Linked DNA regions of Mus musculus: regions 2 and 3 are each linked to region 1. Evidence: chromatin contacts called from public HiChIP or PLAC-seq and Micro-C data. All regions are on one chromosome and are shown on one strand. The core of a region is the stretch at or near the end of the contact, and the rest is flanking DNA. Distances in the headings are between cores, read along the strand shown.

Region 1 (3,381 bases), core at 468-2,967:
TTTTTTTTTTTTTTTTTTTTTTTTTTGGTTTTTCGAGACAGGGTTTCTCTGTATAGCCCTGGCTGTCCTGGAACTCACTCTGTAGACCAGACTAGCCTCGAACTCAGAAATCCGCCTGCCTCTGCCTCCCGAGTGCTGGGATTAAAGGCGTGCGCCACCACCGCCCGGCCTCTCTGTTTTCTTAAGGGGCTCTCTTTTCTCTCCACCAACTTTCCCTTTCATGAGCTCATCTGCTTTTACTCTGCATGCTCATATCTGTGCCAGCAGAAAAGTTGTCCTAGTTTCTGCATGAGGCTCTCTCCCTCTTCCTTAGGCTCCAAAACCCACAAGTGGTACAAGGACACTTAGAAGGGTGTGGTGGGCAGGGTTAGAGAGCTGAGATCATTGTCTTGTCTCCCGAGCTAAGATTTCCTCACCCACCCAGCTTCCCAGCTTCCCAAGTGTTTTTTGGGAAAATACTCTTTTCTCCTTTGCTTCTCTCCTCTTCAATTTTTTTTTAAATAATTGGAGTGTAACACATCCAACATGTGTAAGTTTTGAGTGAGTACTGATAAATTTGTTTTATATATATATATATATACTTTTCTGATAAAGAAAGCATACACTTGTAAGCCTTCAAAGACAACAGTCTCCTCACACTTCTTCCCGGTGACTCACCCACTCCTACAAACCTCTGCGTTCTGTCCCCATTAATTAATTGTGTTGACTTTCAAAGAAATATTGACTTTCATCCATTTCTCAACTAAGATTCCTTTTCAGTTAGAACTTCATGATATGTGGTACTCTTAAAGGGCCTCTCACTTCATCCTGCTGGATTTGGCATGATGGTACCATTGTGCAGATGAAAAACTGAGTCAGATGTAAAATGATCAGCTTGATTTCAGATAGTCACTTCTCGTACAACAAATAGCAGAGCCTTATTGAACTCAGACCAACTTGGCTCCCAAGTCTGAGCACCTTCTCTTTTAAGCCAGTTATCCTTGTTAATGCTGTCTGCTTTTGAGTAATGTTTGGTAGACATTGGTAGATTGTTTCTGGCACATTCCTTTAGGAGATAACCAAGATATATACAATGGACAGAAGCCTAGAGTCCAGACTTAATCTGGATGGTGTCTGCCATGGAAAAGCCTTTATGTGTCTTAGTAACAAACTTACTCTGGCTGTCCCGTGTTGCTGCAAGGAGCAGAGGAGGGAGTGTATGACTGGGCAAAACCAGAACAAAGGATTAGTCTCCTCTAAAGGATCTGATGGTCAAGTCTTTCATAATTCTCCAGCTGTAGAGAAGAAAGGAGACTCGGATAGGGAGAAGCTTGGAATCCTCGGGAGGGGAGGGTGTTGTCAGCAAGCAGTGGGAGAGGTAGGGAAAGGAATGTGCGAGAGGAACAAAGGTTGGCGGGGTGGGTAGATAAAGGCTCTTGAGCAATCTCCAGGAGTTGTCCTCAGAAGAATAGATGAAAAGGCAAGGGGGTGGGGAGGCTGGAGGTGCAGCTCAGCGCTGGAGTTCATCCATGTGCTAGAGAGGAAAAACTGGAAAAGCTGTCTGGGCAGGAGGTGTGGAGATGGCTAGTCTCTGTCCCCAGTAGTTAATCTTCCCTGGTTATTTGATGGGATGCTTAGGGAGAGGTTTTTAAGACAATTGCACTTCTCCCTTTGGTCAGATAAGTGAGTTCCAGAGTGAGCCTGTTCCTGTGCTCAGGAGAGAAAGCAGACAAGGTCAGAGGAACCTGCATTCTGAGCAACTTCTCAGGCCTGATAGTGGATCAAAGCACCATCCCAGGGTATCTTTGCCTGAGCCTCAACAACATGGAAATTTACAGGTGTGATTATATGTCTTCAGATTCTGGGGTTGGGTTGGGGGCGGGGGAGAGAAGGAGACAGATTGTATCTAAGAAATGGAATCTTTAAGGGAAGGGAACCTGTCCCAGCCAATGTGCGAGTGTGAAGTGTGGCCAGAGAAGGGTCAGAAGGATTCTGAAGGTGGAAGGGGCTGTGAGAACATGGGGGTCTCAGATAGCTGGGAAAAGCGCAGACACAGATTCTTCAGAACTCTGATCCTGCAGAAGAGTGCCTCCTGCCATCTCGTGGATTTTAGCCCAGCGACATTTATTTTGGATTTCTATTCTACAGAACAGTAAGAGTTTTGAAAAAGATGTATTGTTTTAAGCCACTGAGTTTGTAGGATTTGTTCTAGTAGCAATAGAAAAATAAATACAGACATATACACACATGCATGTATGTAAAGAGGATGAAAGCTTAAGAAAAATCAGAGAATTATATACTTTTATTTTTTGTTTTTAATTAATTAATTAATTAATTAATTAATTAATTAATTTTGGCATTTCCTTTTTATTTAAAATAGATTATCTTCTCACATAATGTGTCCTGATAAAAGTTTTCTCTCCTCCTCCTCCTCCTCTTCTTCTTCCTCCTCCTCTCCTCCTCTTCTTCCTCTTCTTCCTCCTCCTCAGCCCTTCCCACTTCCTTTCCCAGCTGGATCTATTCCATTTCTGTTGTTTATTAGAAAACAAAGGGACCTTTAAGGGATAGTAAAAAAATATAATAAGATAAAACCAAAGCTAACATTGGAATAGGACAAAACACAAAACAGAAGAAAAGAGCTCTTCACACACACAAAAAAAATTAAAAGCATAAGAAATAGATCCACTTGTTATTTGCATACTCAGAATCTCATAAAACCAGTAAACTGGCCAGATGTGGTGGCACACACTTTTAATCCCAGCACACAGGAGGCAGAGTAAAGCAGATCTCTGAGTTTGAAGCCAGCTAATCTATATGAGCTGCAGGACAGCCAGGGCTACACAGAAACACTGCCTCAAAAACCAAAAACAATAAGAAAAAAAAAACAAAAACAATAAACTGGAAACCTAGTATATATGCGAAGGACCTGGGTTGGGGAGACAAAATAAAATAAAAATAAAAAACAAGATAAAATTAAAAAAAAAAAAAGAAGAAGAAGAAGAGGAAAAGCCCTAATCAGGACATTACGAGACAAGAAGCCTCCAAAGATGCTTCTGAGTTGTTTTGTGTCGGCCGTCTACTGCTGGCCATGGGGCCTACCCTTAAGAGAGGTTTGTTTCCCCAGTGAGACTCCCTCCGAGGAAACAAATTTTATTTTTATTTGCAAAGTGGTTATCAATTAGAGACAGCTGCTGGGTTCCAGTGGGGCTTGTATCCACTTCTCTTCTCAGCTGGATGAAAGAGCTGGTACACGGTGGCTGTGGCTTTAGTCTCTGTGAGTTCATGTGTGAAGGTCCTGTTGATTTAGAGGGCCTTGTTTTCTTGGTGTCCTCCATCCTTTCTGGCTCTTACACTCTTTCTGCTTCCTACTCTGAGAGTTTACTGAGCCCCAAGGGGAGGATG
Region 2 (3,381 bases), core at 570-3,069, 940 kb after region 1:
CAGTTACCTGGCAACAGCCAGTTATATTCTTCCCTACAGTTACCTGGCAACAGCCAGGTAGGCCTGGCCCATTATAAAAGGGGCTGCTGGGCCCCTCTCCCCTCTCTCCTCTCCTCTCTCTCTCCTCTCTCTCTCTTCCCTCTCTTTTGCCTCTCCCTCTTGCTCCCCTTCTCTCCGCATTCCCTTTCCCCCTCTCTCCACGTGGCCTCTACTTCTCTACTTTCTCCCTCTCTCTGCCTTTCTCTGCCTCTACTACCATCTTGACTCCCCTCCCCATGCCCAGAATAAACTATTCTATACTATACCATCGTGTGGCTGGTCCCTCATGGGGAAAGGATGCCTTGGAATGGGCTAGCTGAGGCGCTCCCTTCCCCCACACCTCGCCACACCCCCATAGAACATATTCTTATACCTCTTTATCTTTTTATAAACACATCACCTTCTCTTGTAATAGTTTTTTAAGCATTATTAATGGCAAACAATCAATTAACAAGCAAGCTGACATGCATCAGAGATGGATCAAAGACAGAGAGTTTTACTTTAGGGCAGTGGTTGTCAATCTTCCAAATATGGGGCCCTTTTATATAGTTTTTTATGTTGTGGTGAACTCCAACCCTAAAATTATGTTTGTTGCTTCTTCATTACTCTAACTTTGCTACTATTATAAATGGTAACATGAACATCTAATATGCAGTATATCTAATATGCGCCCCCTGTGAAAGGGTCACACAACTCCCAGGTAGAGTCTTAGAGGCTCACGGTGACTCAGAGGCATAAGGAGTGCAACTGTTGTGTTTGTGAGTAAGACTACAGTTGTGGGAGATATTTTTCTCTCTTCTTTAAAAAGAACACCTCAGTTTAGAAGCTTTTGGAGAGTCAATTGTGCTCCCTCCAATTCATGTTCCTATACTAACTAACACATGTAAATGTGTTTGAAGATGAGGTTTGTGAAGAGGTGAGGGAAACTGAGGTCACCAGAGGTAGCACTAATGCAAGCTGACTGAAGTCACCTGCAATCTCCATATTCAGTAGGCTATGGCAAGAAGATCAAGAATTAGAGAGTAGCCAGGGCGTACATGCATCAAGTGTGACCCTGATGTGGCACAGGGTACATCCATTGGCAAGCAAAGTAAAGAAGCCTCAAGCGATCAAGCCTGCTGACACTTGCTGCCTCCAGAACCCTGAGAAAATGAATTGCTGTTGGTAAAGCTTATTTCTATCATATTTCTCTTTAGCGGTCCAAGGAAAATGGCATCTTGTGCAGCAGTCCCAAGTTTATGTGACATGAGAAGACCCGGTTATACTTCCTTGTTCCCCTGCCCGTGCAGAATAAACAATGTTGGTCTTCTTTATTTTGTGAATGGATCTACTTAGAGATTCATAATCACATTCTATCCTGCCAGCTTGCAGCTCAACAAACATTTCACAGTTCCGTGTTTATTGGCCACTTGCTGATTTTAAGCCAGTACTCGTTCTTCATAAGCTAGCACATTGGTAATTAAACCATGCAGAGTACATAAACTATTCATTCAATGGCTGAGTACTATTAGGCTCTTTTATCCATCCATCTTCACAAACTCACTGCTTTTTATTGCGCTCAAAGCTGCAACCATTTCTTTAGAAATCTGCCTTTCAAAGGTGTGGACTTTAACCAGCAGGGGGAGGGGGATAAAAGAACACACTGCCCTCATAAAAGGATCCTATAAAAGTGTCTCCAGGTGCTCTTCTGTTTTCAGGCAATAGATCTGCCAGGACTATGTGCCCTGGAGGAGAGAGTGGAACCGGGCCTCTTTGAAGAGCCGAGAAGACTGGTTCCACTGTCTCACCAGGCTTGCTGTTTTATTTCAGTCCCAGGGGGAAGCCAACAAGCCCATTGGCCTCACCCTGACTGCTACTTCTGGCAGAGACTTCTGGAGAATGAATCAGAAGCCGGCTGCCCTAGCTCTTTGAAGTCTTTGAATGTGCATGCTACTTGTTTCTAGGTTTGGGCAAGCCAGGGCTACTGCATAACGAAGGATAGAAAGCAAATTTGCATAGTATTTCATTTTTTCAACAAGTCTAAGCCAAAGACATTCAGTGACCAAACTTGAAGGTGAGTAGACATTATCTGCCACCAGAATCATCAGACCAGAAAGCCTACCAGTCTAAAACTTGGCTCCTAGGACAGGGTATTATGTCAGTTTCTCCCGGAGTACAAGTATTGTGGTCGTTTTGCTAACATGTTTCTGTCCATAGGGAGGAGAGGGACAGATCTTGCTGATTAATTCATATCACTCACCACATTGCTTCTGAGTACTTCCTTGTGCCAGGTGTTATGTAAGGTCGTAGAGAACAGCAATGAATCAGGCTCTGCCCTTAGGGCTCAACAGTACAACTTAGGCGGAGCAAAAGCTGTTTGCTCCACCCCTCCCCCCTCTGCCAGCCCTCAGCTCTCTTATCAATGTCTTTTCCTCCATTCATTTGTTCTCTGCTCACTCCCACTCCCAGGGTTTTACTACTGGAAAAGCTCCAGGAAGAGAGGTGATGCCTAGCCAGGGCACCAATCCCCAGTGGAGGAATTTTATCATATAAATAATATTGTTACATGTATTTAATGGCCCCTCTAGTTCAGGGATCCCAAATCCCTGTGTGTAATGAAATCTGTAGTCTGAATCAGCTTTGCTATACCCTAGAGGTCCTGGGGGAGTAGCCTAGAACTCAGGGAGCTGCCAGGGTTGAGAGGCACCTCAAGGCTTGAAATCCACAGTGAAGTTTGTCAATAGATAATCAGAAGCTGACTGCCATTGCATCTCTCTCTCTCTTCCCCCCCCCCTCTCTCTCTCTCTCTCTCTCTCTGTGTGTGTGTGTGTGTGTGTGTGTGTGTGTGTGCTTATGTTCTTAAGTACCTTGTCTACTCAAGCACCTAGCTTATTTTCTGCTTCCTGAAGAGATTTATGGCTACATTTCCATAGGAATAAAAGTCCTGCTGGCAGGGAGCCCCAGAGAGGCAGAGAGTGGTGGTTTGTAGAGAATCACTGAAAAAATGTAATTGCTGGCAGCTGTTTGCCCCAGGGCTGCCAGTCATAAAATTTAACCCTTAATTATCCAGGCATTCTACAGGCAGAGACCTCTCTTGATCTAAGACAAGTGTTCACCATAGTCCTATAATAGAGGACTGTATATCTGTCATTACCTATTTTAAAGTCATTGCTTCTATTGCAGGACTAACCAACCATTGCACTTGTTAAGACATGAGTGATGGTGAAAGCTGGTATTAAATACTGCTCAGCAATGTCAACAGTACTTCTTTTGTGAGGTACAACAAAACCTCATCAGCTCTTACTGAGGAGTCCGCATCTGGAGCTGTATGCAGTAATCCAACATTGCATCAACCTTGGAAGA
Region 3 (3,381 bases), core at 504-3,003, 610 kb after region 1:
ATACAATAACTTGGTGTGACTCTAACTAAGGAAGTGAAAGATCTGTATGATAAGAACTTCAAGTCTCTGAAGAAATAAATTAAAGATCTCAGAAGATGGAAAGATCGCCCATGCTCATGGATTGGCAGGATTAACATAGTGAAAATGGCTATCTTGCTGAAAGCAAAGTACAGATTCAATGCAATCCCCATCAAAATTCCAACTCAATTCTTCAACGAATTGGAAGGAGCAATTTGCAAATTCATCTGGAATAACAAAAAACCTAGGATAGCAAAATCTATTTTCAACGATAAAAGAACCTCTGGTGGAATCACCATGCTTGACCTCAAGCTGTACTACAGAGCAATTGTGATAAAAACTGCATGGTACTGGTACAGCAACAGACAGGTAGATCAAGGGAATAGAATTGAAAACCCAGAAATGAACCCACACACCTACGGTCACTTGATCTTTGACAAAGGAGCTAAAACCATCCAGTGGAAAGAAGACAGCATCCTCAACTAATGGTGCAGGGTCAACTGGCGGTTTGCATGTAGATGAATGCGAATTTATCCATTCTTATCTCCTTGTACAAACCTCAAGTACAAGTGATCAAGGAACTCCACATAAAACCAGAGACTCTAAACTATATATCTTATTTGTAAAACTAAAATGAACTCCTACCAGGAGCTAATTAAATGACTCAGTCAAACACAAGAGATTTAATTTGTGACTTTCCTTGAAGCACAAAGCAGTTGATGTTGATGCTTTGAGGATTTAAAGGGATCCAGTTCTTTAAGCCCAAAAAGTAGAAATTCTAGGCTATTAAGTAGCTTGTTTAAGGTACAAAGTATAAGAACCAGGACTAAACTGAGACTGTCTGGCATGGATGCTGGCCAACCTCAGAAGTTTGTCTGGAAGAGTCAGGAGACTCAGTGCATCTGGCAGAGGGAAGTGATCTATTCTAATTGTATTAGTGATTGTGAGCAAACATACTGTTATAATATTTAATAATAAACAGAATTTTTGCTAATCAGTATGGATGATTAAAGAGGAAAGTGATAATTAGAAAGGCAAGTGACAAAGACGAAAGAACCAACGTTTCAACATTTTCAGGTAATATTATGAATTAAAAGTGAATTTCATGACATATCGGGGCGGAGAACTGAGAGCAGCCAATGGCCAGTCTGGGTTCCAGGGAGATGGAGAACCCCACCGGAGGCGTGGTCTCCGGACAGCAATGCTAAGCCAAGGCTGGTAGCAGTGGGTCAAAAGCAGTTTCTCTTAGAAGCATGCGTGCCTGGAGCGTACCTTGGGGTTAAGGTGGGCCTCAAGATCCTGGAGGCAGTGTAGGGACACATCCTCCCCAGTGCGTGAATTCAGCCTTCTGGACACATTGTAATAACAGAGCTTGCCCTTCGTTTACCCTACCGGGCAGTGCGATGATCACTGGGCCCTTACTGGATTCACCTGGAAACAGATTTCTCCTAGGCAGGTTCCCCTCAACAAATGCAGGTTTCCCTTCCTCTCAGTTTCTAGCTAATCTTTGAAGGGCCTATTAAGTTGGCTTTTGTCCCACCTACCCACACAATCACCAGGCAGAGCTGCTTTGCTCTGATAAACATGTTTTAATATTTATGGTCAGCAGAAGGCTCAAAGTCTTGAGAAGTCTCTGTTGCCACACATATCCTCAAAGCCTCCTGGAGGGGGCAGCCCTAGCCGGCTTGGGGTGAAGCTCACAGGTGTCTTTGCAGACCTTTGAAGCTTTGGGTCAGTGATCTCCTCAGGATCTGGGTTGGCTCAGAAGCTATCTCTGGGCTATAGCAAAAAAACAATGCCCAGATATTGTACCTCTCAGTTGGAGTCCTTTGTGATTCTTTTCCCAGAAAAGGTTAAATGGGTGGAGGGTTGGGTGTGGACCACATTTCCCAGTATAAACAAAAGCACTCAAAGGAGGCTCCCTGTACCTGTTTTTTGGTTTCAGTTTGGGGTTGGAGTCTTGTACTGAATGCTATTGAGTGGTCAAGGGGCAGAAGGAACAGGATCAGTTCAACTCATCAGAGCCTAAGGCACCAGGCCAGCTGATGTCTGGAGGCAAGGAGTATGGGGATGGCAGTTGGGGACCAGTGGGAGGTTGGCCAGGCTAGAGGTACAGCTGGACCCCCCCACCCCCACCCCCAAACTGGACTCTTAGCTCAGTTAACAACAGCTGGTAAAGGACAGCTGGCATCCTGTCCTCCTCTCCCACCAGTGTTAGCACTCACTACACCCAGTATTCTCAGGATACAACAGCCTCTGAGGGCTTGTTCCATGCAATCCTGGGTGGGCTTTCAATTCAACGCCCTTTCTAGCACACATGAGAAGGAACTCTCCCAGAGCCTGGTGGGTCACAGCAGCAGTCCACAGCTGTGCATGGAGGTAAGGAGAATGCTGGCTGTGCTAGTGTTTCTAGACACATGACTGCCACACTTGGTCACTACTGGGATCCTTCCCACCTCTACCTACCTGTCTGGCACCAGGGTCAAGTGCCATGGATGGCCTTTGTACCTCTCTACTTCAGGATGCCACCTGCCAAACACTAGCATGCCTCAGAGCAAGAACACAGACCTCATGTGCTCTCCACATGTTCCTCTTATATATTACATGATTTTTCTGAAGTCTTGGCCTATGTGACTAAAGCAATTAGACATTCAATGACTAATGGCACAGCCTAGAAAGACATGATCACAGCAATGGCATTTATCATGCTGATGCTGGCATTGATGAGTACTGCTTATCCACCAGATTTGCATATTTTACATGTATTGATTTACTCTTCAAAGTATCTCTTAGAAGAATGATATATTACTATAAACCCTATCTGAAAGACAAATAAATATTGACATCAATGAATCAACAATAGATTGTATTACTTTTTAAGGATGAATTTTGCAACGGGCTTTCTGATATACTCTACTGAGTTGGTTAGCTTTTTGAAGCATCATAAATTTTTTCTATTATCAAAAGTCAGTTTCAATGATAAAGAACAGAAAAGCACTAAAAAAATATCTTTTTATGGTAATGTTGATCTACTTGGAAGAAATGAACCATGATATGGCTCTTAAATTCACAATTGTATGTCCATCCAGCTGTGAACACATTGTGTATAACCTTGATTAAGTTACTTATTTCAATCTTCAAAGGGCTATAGTCACCCAGATGCAACAAGAAAAAGCTTATCTATTTGAAAAATATGTTAAAAAATCAAGATAGTATTTGTGAACATGGTTGGAAAGCCAGGTATGAGTGATGGTAAATATAAATCTCAGTTCAGACATGCATCTGCTATTTTGGTAGCCAGTGGCTGGATAGAAGACAGTAGTGGACCACAGATAATAGCTTGGTCACACATCCCTTGGGCTT

What was found. A called contact is a pair of places that touch in the nucleus more often than the background predicts. HiChIP or PLAC-seq counts read pairs in DNA pulled down with a chosen protein or histone mark.
Region 2: a contact with region 1 is called in a FOXA1 HiChIP or PLAC-seq map of pancreatic cancer cells. The contact joins two enhancer-like sites. A contact is called at or near these places in 3 of 115 datasets of contacts at active chromatin or transcription factors (embryonic stem cells, extraembryonic endoderm stem cells and pancreatic cancer cells).
Region 3: a contact with region 1 is called in a Micro-C map of embryonic stem cells, with 7 times the contacts expected there. The contact joins two enhancer-like sites. A contact is called at or near these places in 3 of 484 Hi-C or Micro-C datasets (all in embryonic stem cells), 9 of 115 datasets of contacts at active chromatin or transcription factors (acute myeloid leukemia, embryonic stem cells, extraembryonic endoderm stem cells and 1 more) and 1 of 9 other capture datasets (embryonic stem cells).

The regions. Positions count from the first base shown.
Region 1 is chr8:69,025,942-69,029,322 of GRCm38.p6, reverse strand. No RefSeq gene overlaps it. Among named protein-coding and RNA genes, the nearest start is that of Gm33103, 25 kb to the right of the region's middle. Within about 2 kb of position 1,717, at least 43 of the 459 cell types and tissues checked have an H3K27ac peak or open chromatin away from gene starts, as enhancers often do. A contact at or near this core is called in embryonic stem cells and pancreatic cancer cells, where this site is marked.
Region 2 is chr8:68,082,194-68,085,574 of GRCm38.p6, reverse strand. It overlaps a transcript of Psd3 not described here. Among named protein-coding and RNA genes, the nearest start is that of Psd3, 110 kb to the right of the region's middle. Within about 2 kb of position 1,819, at least 96 of the 459 cell types and tissues checked have an H3K27ac peak or open chromatin away from gene starts, as enhancers often do. A contact at or near this core is called in pancreatic cancer cells, where this site is marked.
Region 3 is chr8:68,419,078-68,422,458 of GRCm38.p6, reverse strand. All of the region lies in intron 4 of Csgalnact1 (chondroitin sulfate N-acetylgalactosaminyltransferase 1), which reads left to right. Among named protein-coding and RNA genes, the nearest start is that of 1700125H03Rik, 52 kb to the right of the region's middle. Within about 2 kb of position 1,753, at least 10 of the 459 cell types and tissues checked have an H3K27ac peak or open chromatin away from gene starts, as enhancers often do. A contact at or near this core is called in embryonic stem cells, where this site is marked.